Linked DNA regions of Mus musculus: all the other regions are linked to region 3. The links are chromatin contacts, called in public ChIA-PET and Hi-C maps. All regions are on one chromosome and are shown on one strand. The core of a region is the stretch at or near the end of the contact, and the rest is flanking DNA. Distances in the headings are between cores, read along the strand shown.

Region 1 (2,975 bases), core at 179-2,678, 280 kb before region 3:
ACCATCCCAGGTCTGGCCTGCATTGTCTGTACCACCGGCTTGTCCTAGGCTCTGGGACAGTTGAGAACAAATCCCAGACATATGAATTCATCCATAAAGCTTTAATGTGTTTCTCCTAAGTACTTAAAAACCATAACTCAGCCGGGCGTTGTGGCGCACGCCTTTAATCCCAGCACTCGGGAGGCAGAGGCAGGCAGATTTCTGAGTTCGAGGCCAGCCTGGTCTACAAAGTGAGCTCCAAGACAGCCAGGGCTATACAGAGAAACCCTGTCTCAAAAAAACAAAAACAAAAACAAAAAAAAACCCATAACTCAAGTACCATATCACACCTAAAAATCAAACCATAATTCTTTGCTGTCATCGACCCATTGCTCCAGTTTCCCCAATCATCTTATTTTTCTAGTTGGGTTAAAATTAGACTCCAGCTGGGTGGTGGTGGGGCACGCCTTTAATATCAGCACTCGGGAGGCAGAGGCAGGCAGATTTCTGAGTTCAAGGCCAACCTGGTCTACAAAGTGAGTTCCAGGACAACCAGGACTATACAGAGAAACCCTGTCTCGAAAAACAAAAAAATTAGACTCCAAACAAGATATTTTATAACTTGTATTTGTACTTGTTCTCCCTACAGCCTTTTCCTCCCACTGCCTTATCCATCTTTAATCCCAGCACTCTGGAGGCAGAGGCAGGCAAATCAAGGCCAGCCTGGTCTACAGAGGGAGTTCCAGGACAGTCAGGGCTACACAGAGAAAGTCTGTCTTGAAAAACCAAAGCAAACAAACAACCAATCAACTAAGTACCCAGCTTCTTTTGTTTTTTAAGAGTTTTATTATGTTGCCCTGGCTGGACTGGTAACCTAGTCCTCCTGCCTCAGCCTTCTGAGTGTTGAGAGACAGGCATGTGCTACTGTGCCCAGCAGTTTTGTCTTTCAAGACACCCTTTGTTTGTGGAAGGCCCAGAGGTACTGGCAGAAGGAGTTATTGGGTATGCAAGACAACAAAGGGCCACAGCTAAAGAGAAGGGTGAAGGGACGCAAGGCTCAGGGGAGAGGGGTCGGATGAGTGACCAGAGAGCAGGCTATGCATGTGCTCTTAAAGGAGCAGGATGCAAAGGACTGCCCCCCCCCCAAAACAAACAAACAAACAAACAAGGAGGGAAAGCCAGGGCTGGGGAAGAGCAGGGCCTGGCACTAAGCATTCCTGAGCACACCATCCTCTCACCAGCTGAAGGAGCAGAGGAAGAACAGGAAGATGGCCTAAGCCAAAGAACAGGGGCAAAGCTCAAGTTGGCTAGGAGCCCAGGGGATAGCCAAGGCTTCAAGTGGAGGTGAGGAAGGGTGGGGCCTGAGATCAGACCTGCAAGAGAAACAGGATGTGTGTTTTGGGGGGGTTGGTGGAGAGCATAGAGTCAAAAATCTAGATCCTGGTCCTGGAAGGTCCTGGTGTCTCCCGGCCTGACTGCGTGGCGTCCTATAGCCCATCGTTGGCCTCACAGCCAGGATCCGTCCAGGTGCCCAGAAACCAGCTCCTTTGCAATGCTGGAGATCAGAGGCCTCTCACCTTCCCTCTGCCTCCTTTCCCTGTTGCTGGTTCTGCACGGTGCTGAAAGGAGCCAGCCCCCTCCTCGACGCAGGTTTGAGTACAAGCTCAGCTTCAAGGGACCAAGACTGGCAGTTCCTGGGGCTGGGATACCCTTCTGGAGCCACCATGGAGGTGAGGAGCAAAGGAGGACTCGCCATGTCCAGGGTCCTCCAGAGTGCTGGCGGGCCTGTAGTCAGAGGGACAGTGGATGTGAGGGGCTCTATTCGAGAGGTAACACAGAGGTGACAGTGCCTGGCCCAGGACCCCCTCCTTCCCAGACCTGTCTCCTGCTCCCCCAGGCCCAGCTGCTTTGTCTATTTGTGAAGGACCCAGAGGCACCGGCAGAACAAGCTGCTGGGTATGTAGGACAGCACAGGGTCACAGCTAAAGAGAAGGGCAAAGGGTCGCAAGGCTCAGGGGAGAGGGGCCAGATGGATATAGACCAGGTTATACATCCTAGCTCTCAGGTACCAGCTTCAGTTTCTCTTTGCCCCAGGACTTTTTTTTTTTCCTTGCTTCTATTTGCAGCCCCCCTCTTCCTCTGCTCTGGACTGTAAACATACACGCGTGCACACATACATTCATGCACACATCTGATGTGTCCCAGATAAGCCTCTTTTCTGCTGGCTCCATCCCATGGGACTAGAGGTCTGCTGGAAGGGCAGCACTGTGTGTCCCCCTGTTTTGTTACCTCGAGTACAGGCTCTCCCCTTGCCTGTTGAGTGGAGATGGAAGCGGATATGAGAGGATCTTAGCCCACAGGTCTGTGCTCTGGGACTTCCAAATCCTGACTTGTCCGATCCTGTTCACCAAGGGTCTGTGATGACTTATCAAAAACCATATAATAGCCGGGCATGGTGGCACACGCCTTTAATCCCAGCACTCGGGAGGCAGAGGCAGGCAGATTTCTGAGTTCGAGGCCAGCCTGGTCTACAAAGTGAGTTCCAGGACAGCCAGGGCTATACAGAAGAAACCCTGTCTCGAAAAACAAAAACAAAAACAAAACAACAATAAAAAAAACCACCACAACAACAAAACCAAAAAACAAAACTATATAATACGCAGGATCTTACATTAGAGTAAGAAGAGAAAAGCATCAAAGACTCTGAGTTAGAGTGGAACAGGAACTGAGTCCAGGAACATGGCTCATTTACGGATATATGGTGAAGTTTACTCCACCATGGATTTTGTTCAGAGCCTCCTAGCTGGAAAGGCAAAGAGGAGTAGATCGGGTATATATTTTTTTCTTAGATGTAAGTTTCAAACAATGGCACAATTCCTGACTAAGATGCTCTAAGACGACAGGAACTTTGAACCTCCTCCACAGAAGGCCAGGGCATAAACGAGGGAGTGGGCTGTTTCACAGGCACGTGCTGCCTTAGGGACAGGAGGGCAGAG
Region 2 (2,834 bases), core at 247-2,746, 390 kb after region 3:
AGTGCTTGGTTTTGATTGATTTGGGGATGGAGTGAGGTTAGTGAGCATCTTAACCATTCAAATATACAGTTCTGCAGTGGGAAGTACCTTTACACTGTTATCAACTGTTTCCATCTTGCAAGAATGCACAGGACAGGATAGGACAGGGTGGAAGGGTACTGGAGAGATGGTTCAGCCATTAGGTTAAAAGTACTGGTTGCGGGGCTGGAGAGATGGCTTGGCGGTTCAGAGCACTGACTGCTCTGCCAGAGGTCCTGAGTTCAATTCCCAGCAACCACATGGTGGCTCACAACCATCTGTAATGAGATCTGATGCACTCTTCTAGTGTGTGTCTGAAGACAGTTGCAGTGTACTCATATAAATAAAAATAAATAAATCTTAAAAACACACACAGCACTAGTTAAAAAAAAAAAAAAAAAAGAGAGTACTGGTTGCTCTTCCAGAGGACCTGGGTTTCATGTGGTAATTCATGACCACCTGTAAACCAATTCCAGGGAACTAACTGGAACTCTCTTCTGACTTTCTTCCCAGCATGGCACCCATGTGGTGTGCAGACATGTAGGCAAAACACACATACACATATGCATATAGGAAAATAAACAAATAAAAGAACAAAGGATGGTGCCATACCTCCACTTGGTAAAGTACTTGCCAAAGTGCGCACCATATTTGCACCAAGCCTTGGGTCTGAAACCCAGGAGAAAAAGAAGAAAGCTGCATTCCTATATCCTAAGACATTAAAAATACTTTTTTTTTTTTCTGTTTTGTTTTGTTTTGGGGACAGGTTTTCTGTCCTGGAACTCTCCTTGTAGTCCAGGCTGGCCTCGAACTCATAGAGACCTGCCTGCCTTCTGAGTGCTGAGATTAAAGGTATGCAACCACCACACCCGGCTAAGAATACTTTCTAAGAAAATTTGTTAAAAGTGACTATTATCAGTGTGGATTTAAGGTGTGCATCAGAGTGTTTGTAAAATAACCGGGAGTATTCAGTAGATAATTACTGAGCTTCCCCGTCAAGGTATCCTGAAGTATGCCATAGAAATGATCCCTAACAGGACCTTACGTGTCATACACCTGCAATGGCAGCAAGGCAGGAGGCCGAGGAAAAGAAGCGAACTAATTCCTAAGTGTCAGGCTCACCCAAGCCTCTTCTCCAGCCCAATAGATGCTCCCACCACACGTCCGTGAACTCTGCCGCCCTCCCCGCTACTGTCTCTCTAGCAATGGAGTCGTTTGTCTTTCGGTTACAGAATTCTCCCTGCCACACATAAATGTTCCTCATGAGTTTGAGCCAGACTGCCTGGAATACAACGACAAAAATATGGCCAAGTCCAAGTCCCCAAGACTGGCCAGCCTCCCCAGGTAACGGCTGCGAAGCCAGCCCTGGGTCATCAGAAGAAGTTTGAGCTTGCGGCTGAGAGAACGCCAAACTAGACAGGGCCAGACTTACCGCACGTCCGTACCACTCGCGCACGCCGCCAGTGCCTGTGCCGACTGACCAATTAGGTGCCTTAGCGGAGCTAGACACGCCCCGCTCAAGCTTGCACTCGAACTTCCGGCTCCGCCTACCGTGGTGCATCGCGGGAGTTGAGTCGGGCAGGACATTACTTCCGCCCTGAACTGAGCGACTCTTCTCCCTAGGGAGGGGCTTCCAGATTTGGTTTAGGCTTTTTCGGGATTCTAGCGAGATTGTCCGCGATACGGAGCCTTCAGTACTGATCGCAAACTTGCCCCGGATCCTTTCACTGACAAAACCGTGACTTCGTGGCCGCCACCTCTCCGGGTGTGCCCAAACTCGAGAGTTGCACTGACAGCCCTTTTGTCTTGCTTGTGCGATTTTCTGAATGGCTTTCAGGTTTCGAACTAATAAACGTTTCTTCCCTTCCTTTTTCCTTTCCCTTTCTTTCTTTCTTTCTTTCTTTCTTTCTTTCTTTCTTTCTTTCTTTCTTTCTCTTTCTTTCTTTCTTTCTCTCTCTCTTTCTCTCTCTCCTTTCTCTCTCTTCTCTCTTTCTTTCTTTTTCTTTCTTTCTTTCTTTCTTTCTTTCTCTCTCTTTCTCTTTCTCTCTCTCTTTCTCTCTCTTTCTCTCTCTCTTCCTCTCTCTCTCTCTCTCTCTCTCTCTCTCTCTCTCTCTCTCTCTTTCTTTGTATAGCCCTGGCTGTCCTGGAACTCACTTTGTAGACCAGGCTGGCCTCGAACTCTGAAATCCGCCTGCTTCTGCCTCCCGAGTGCTGGGATTAAAGGCGTGCAGGCGTGCGCCACCACTGCTATCCCTATTCTCCTTTCTAACATGACGCGGAAAGGGACCTGGCTCGATTCCTGATAGGTAACGTTCAGCATTTGAGTGCAGCACTTAGTCCGGTTTGAAAGTAGTTACATGAGTGACCGAGATTTAGGAGACCCTAAGCAAACCCATACATCGTGTCTGCAGGGTAAGACTTCTAGCATGTAAAATGAAAACAGGACTTGCTACTTAATGCTTATAATGTGAGCCAGATGCGTTGCTTCTAACACCTCAATGAACTGGGGTGTGGCTAGGGATGTTGCTCAGCAATCAATGTGTTTGTATAGCCTGCGCTAAACTTGCAGTGGCACCACCCTGTAATCGAACAACAGGGGGTGAAAGCAGGACTGGCTGGTAGTGCTAGCACATGCCTTTAATGCCAGCTTTCAAGAGGCAGAGAAAGGCAGATCTCTAAGTTAAAGGACAGCCTGGTCTGCAGAGTTCCTGGAAAGTCAGGAGCCCTGTGGGTGGTGGTGGGGGAGTAATTTGGCCAGGGTTGTCAGGAACCATAATGGGACAAGCTAATAACTAGCAGTTGATCATCCTGAAGTG
Region 3 (3,256 bases), core at 135-2,634:
AGGCCAGCCTGGTTTACAAAGTGAGTTCCAGGACAGCCAGGGCTACACAGAGAAACCCTGTCTCGAAAAACCAAAAAACAAAACAAAACAAAAAAAAGATTAAAATACTAAGACAATGAGAATGATAGAACCTGGGGGCTGGAGAGGTGGCTCAGCAGTTAAGAGCACTGACTACTTTTCCAGAGGTTCTGAGTTCAATTCTCAGCAACCACATGGTGGCTCACAACCATTTGTAACTTGATCTGATGCCTTCTTCTGGTGTGTCTGAATATAGTAACAGTGTACTCAAATACATAAAACAAATTAAATAAATAAAATATAAGAATGGGAATCATTCAACAGTGGTATCAATTCACATTGTTTTACCATGTTTGTTTGTTTGGTTGGTTGGTTGGTTAGTTGGTTTTTACTGCTTCATCCAAAGCAGGAGGCCATCTTCCAAAAAAGATGTAAAATAAGCATAGAGACATTCTCTTAAAAAAAAAAAAAAAAAAAAAGCCGGACGTGGTGGCGTACGCCTTTAATCCCAGCACTCGGGAGGCAGAGGCAGGTGAATTTCTGAGTTCGAGGTCAGCCTGGTCTACAGAGTGAGTTCCAGGACAGCCAGGGTTACACAGAGAAACCCTGTCTCGAAAAACCAAAATATAATAATAATAATAATAATAATAATAATAATAATAATAATTGTAAATAGCTGATAGTTCAGAAATTTTCATTTTCCTACAGAGGTGAAAGAAGAAAAGTGACAGAGAAATTGCACCACTGCTAGACAGACAAACAGAGTTCAGAGTGAGACAGATAGCGATCAGACTCCAGGTGTGGGATAAGCAACCTCAAGACTCCGCTGAGTCTTCCCAACCACAGTATCAGACATGTCTTTTCTCAATCAGACTACAATCATAATATTATACATGGATTTTCTAAAGCATCCTTGAGCCAAGCCTGGTCACCGAGACTGTAATCCCTGCTACTCGGGCGACTGAGGCAGGAAGATCTCAACTTCAAGTCCTACCTGGGCCAACTTGAACAAGTTGATATCTCAAAGGATAAAGTAAAGAAAGAGGCTGAGGAAGGTAGAGCATTTGTCACCCTTGTGGATTCAATCCTTGCCTCTACAAGGCTATTAACAATAACAATAACTTGTCTCCCATCTTCCCGGTGGGAGGGCAGAGAGGAATGGCTAAATCCTAAGACAAGGAAGCCTCCCTGTGACCAAATCTTCACTCTTGCTATTATCTCTGGGCCCAGTACACCTGAGATCCTTCATTGGGTCTTGAGCTCCTAAGCCTGTGGTTTTCCTCTGGGTGGTGACTCAGTGCCCACAGCCTACCCTGCATGCCATTTCCCCCTATCCGGGCCTTGTTGACTGCTCTGAGTAAGAGGTGGCTCTGTGGTTTCTCTGAAGCAACAACCACAAACTGCCAAGCCCACCTTACCCATCCTCCACTCCCCACCTTGTCTGTCACTCTCCTAGTCCCACCCCCAGGCTGTCGACTGAAAGAGAAACAGGGAGGTTTATATGTTTGTGCACTTGGTGCTATGCATGAGAGTGGAAGAGACCCCCATTCACCAGGCAGGGAGAGTTGGCTGAGGATGAGGATGCAGCTCAGCGGTGGAGTGCTCGTATATTTAGTCTTCATCACCTGCCCCTCTACCCACATGTGGGCAGGATGTGGGAGAGGAGGGAGAGAGATGGTGTAAGGCAAAATGTCTTCAGGGTTTCCTTTGGGGTAACCTATTTGCTCATTTACATGTATTCCTCAAAAGCGACTGAAACCATGACAATGGACAAGAAGATGAGATACTCAGGCACCTCTCCAGTGAAAACTGAGTCTTCTGGTAGCAAGAGTTCTGCTGGCTCTCAGCGCTCCAAGACTTCCTGAGCCAGGGGACTTATCTGATTCACGCTGACACTCTTCACCTGGGAGATTATTGAGTTGGCTTGTAAAAGCTCCATGTGGGGCTTGGTTCTGATCCATAGCTCTCAGCAAGGCAAAGCTGGGCTGAAGATGGGCACACCTTGCAGCTTACCGTCTCCTCCATCTTTGCCTCTCTTTTTCCTGGCTTGAATAGCAAGAGCCTCCCTGCCTGATAACCGTCCTGCATCCTACCACCCAGTCATTTGGCTTCCAAGACAGACAACCCTCCCATGCCTGGCTTCCAAAGGCCTGCCAGCCTCAATTGTGCCAGAGAGGTACATTAACAACCAACCAAAAGGAGGAAAGAAGGGGCCCAGGGTGACAGAGCCACCAGAGTACCTCAAGGAAGGCACTATCCTATGGTGTGGTTAAATCATTCAGGTTAGCACTGGGGAATAGCACCAAGGCAAGAGGCTGTGGGCCTCTTTGCACCTGAATACTGCAGCTCTGCACCTGAATACTGAATCTCTCTTGGCCTGGATGAAGAACAGCTCTCCACTTGTCCATCACTATTGACTTAGATCCATTGGTTCTTATAAGTGGCCCAGCAAGGCTGCACTGTCCCTGGCTTTCTTCCCAGACTCAGATGCTGACTGGAGACAGACGCCATTCTGGGTGATGATGACCTTCCAGAGGCCACTGTAGAGCTCAGTGACTCAAGGGAGCTGCCCTAGGTCAGAGACTGAGAAAGGAGAATGGTCCTGTCTTGGCTATTGTTCTACCACTGTGCTAGGATACCATGACCAAGGCAACTTATAAAAGAAAGTGTTTAATTTGGGGCTCATGGCTGCAGACGGTTAGAGTTCTTAACTATCATGGCGGGGAGCATGACAGCAGACAGGCATGGTGCTGGAGCAGTAGCCAAGAGCTCACATCCTTATCCAAAAGTAGAAGGCAGAGACAGTGACACTGGGAATAGCATGGACTTTTGAAACCTCAAAGGTCACCCCCCAGTGACACACCTCCTCCAACAAGGCCAGTCCCTAATGTTCCACCAACTAAGGACTTTAGTCAAATATATGGCTTGTGGGGTCTGTCTCATTCAAATCACCACAGAATCCTTATGGTAATCAAAGAAACCCCTGTATTGTGACCCCCTTGAACTTCACACCCACCTAGGAGATCATGTCTAACAGCTTCTAGCCTTCAATGGTGCTGGACATCACCCCCCCACACACACACACACACACACACACACACACGCCTTCCAGTTCTAACCCACTTGCTAGATACTTGGGATTACCCTCTGTAACTTTAGTTTTTTCAAACCTTGTCTTTAATAATGGTTCTTAGATACTTTAACCTCCCTTGTAGCCCACAACCCACCAGAGGTAGTG

The links. Hi-C and Micro-C count contacts between places; a contact is called where the count stands out from the background. ChIA-PET counts read pairs in DNA pulled down with a chosen protein or histone mark.
Region 1: a contact with region 3 is called in a Hi-C map of CD8 T cells, with 3 times the contacts expected there. The contact joins the promoter of Lman1l here to the enhancer-like site in region 3. A contact is called at or near these places in 1 of 484 Hi-C or Micro-C datasets (CD8 T cells) and 1 of 115 datasets of contacts at active chromatin or transcription factors (pancreatic cancer cells).
Region 2: a contact with region 3 is called in an RNA polymerase II ChIA-PET map of memory CD8 T cells, with 26 read pairs. The contact joins the promoter of Snupn here to the enhancer-like site in region 3. A contact is called at or near these places in 3 of 39 promoter capture datasets (hippocampal neurons, pre-B cells and stem cell-derived epiblast-like cells), 2 of 484 Hi-C or Micro-C datasets (CD4 T cells and CD8 T cells) and 4 of 115 datasets of contacts at active chromatin or transcription factors (embryonic stem cells, large pre-B cells, memory CD8 T cells and 1 more).

Annotation. Positions count from the first base shown.
Region 1 is chr9:57,619,227-57,622,201 of GRCm38.p6, reverse strand. It overlaps Lman1l (lectin, mannose-binding 1 like), which reads left to right and starts at 1,428. Exons shown (of 13, transcript NM_199222.3): 1 at 1,428-1,709. The coding sequence starts at 1,532.
Region 2 is chr9:56,949,570-56,952,403 of GRCm38.p6, reverse strand. It overlaps Snupn (snurportin 1), which reads right to left and starts at 1,496. Exons shown (of 9, transcript NM_178374.4): 1 at 1,451-1,496.
Region 3 is chr9:57,338,164-57,341,419 of GRCm38.p6, reverse strand. No RefSeq gene overlaps it. Among named protein-coding and RNA genes, the nearest start is that of Gm39343, 30 kb to the right of the region's middle. Within about 2 kb of position 1,384, at least 103 of the 459 cell types and tissues checked have an H3K27ac peak or open chromatin away from gene starts, as enhancers often do. A contact at or near this core is called in CD8 T cells, memory CD8 T cells and pancreatic cancer cells, where this site is marked.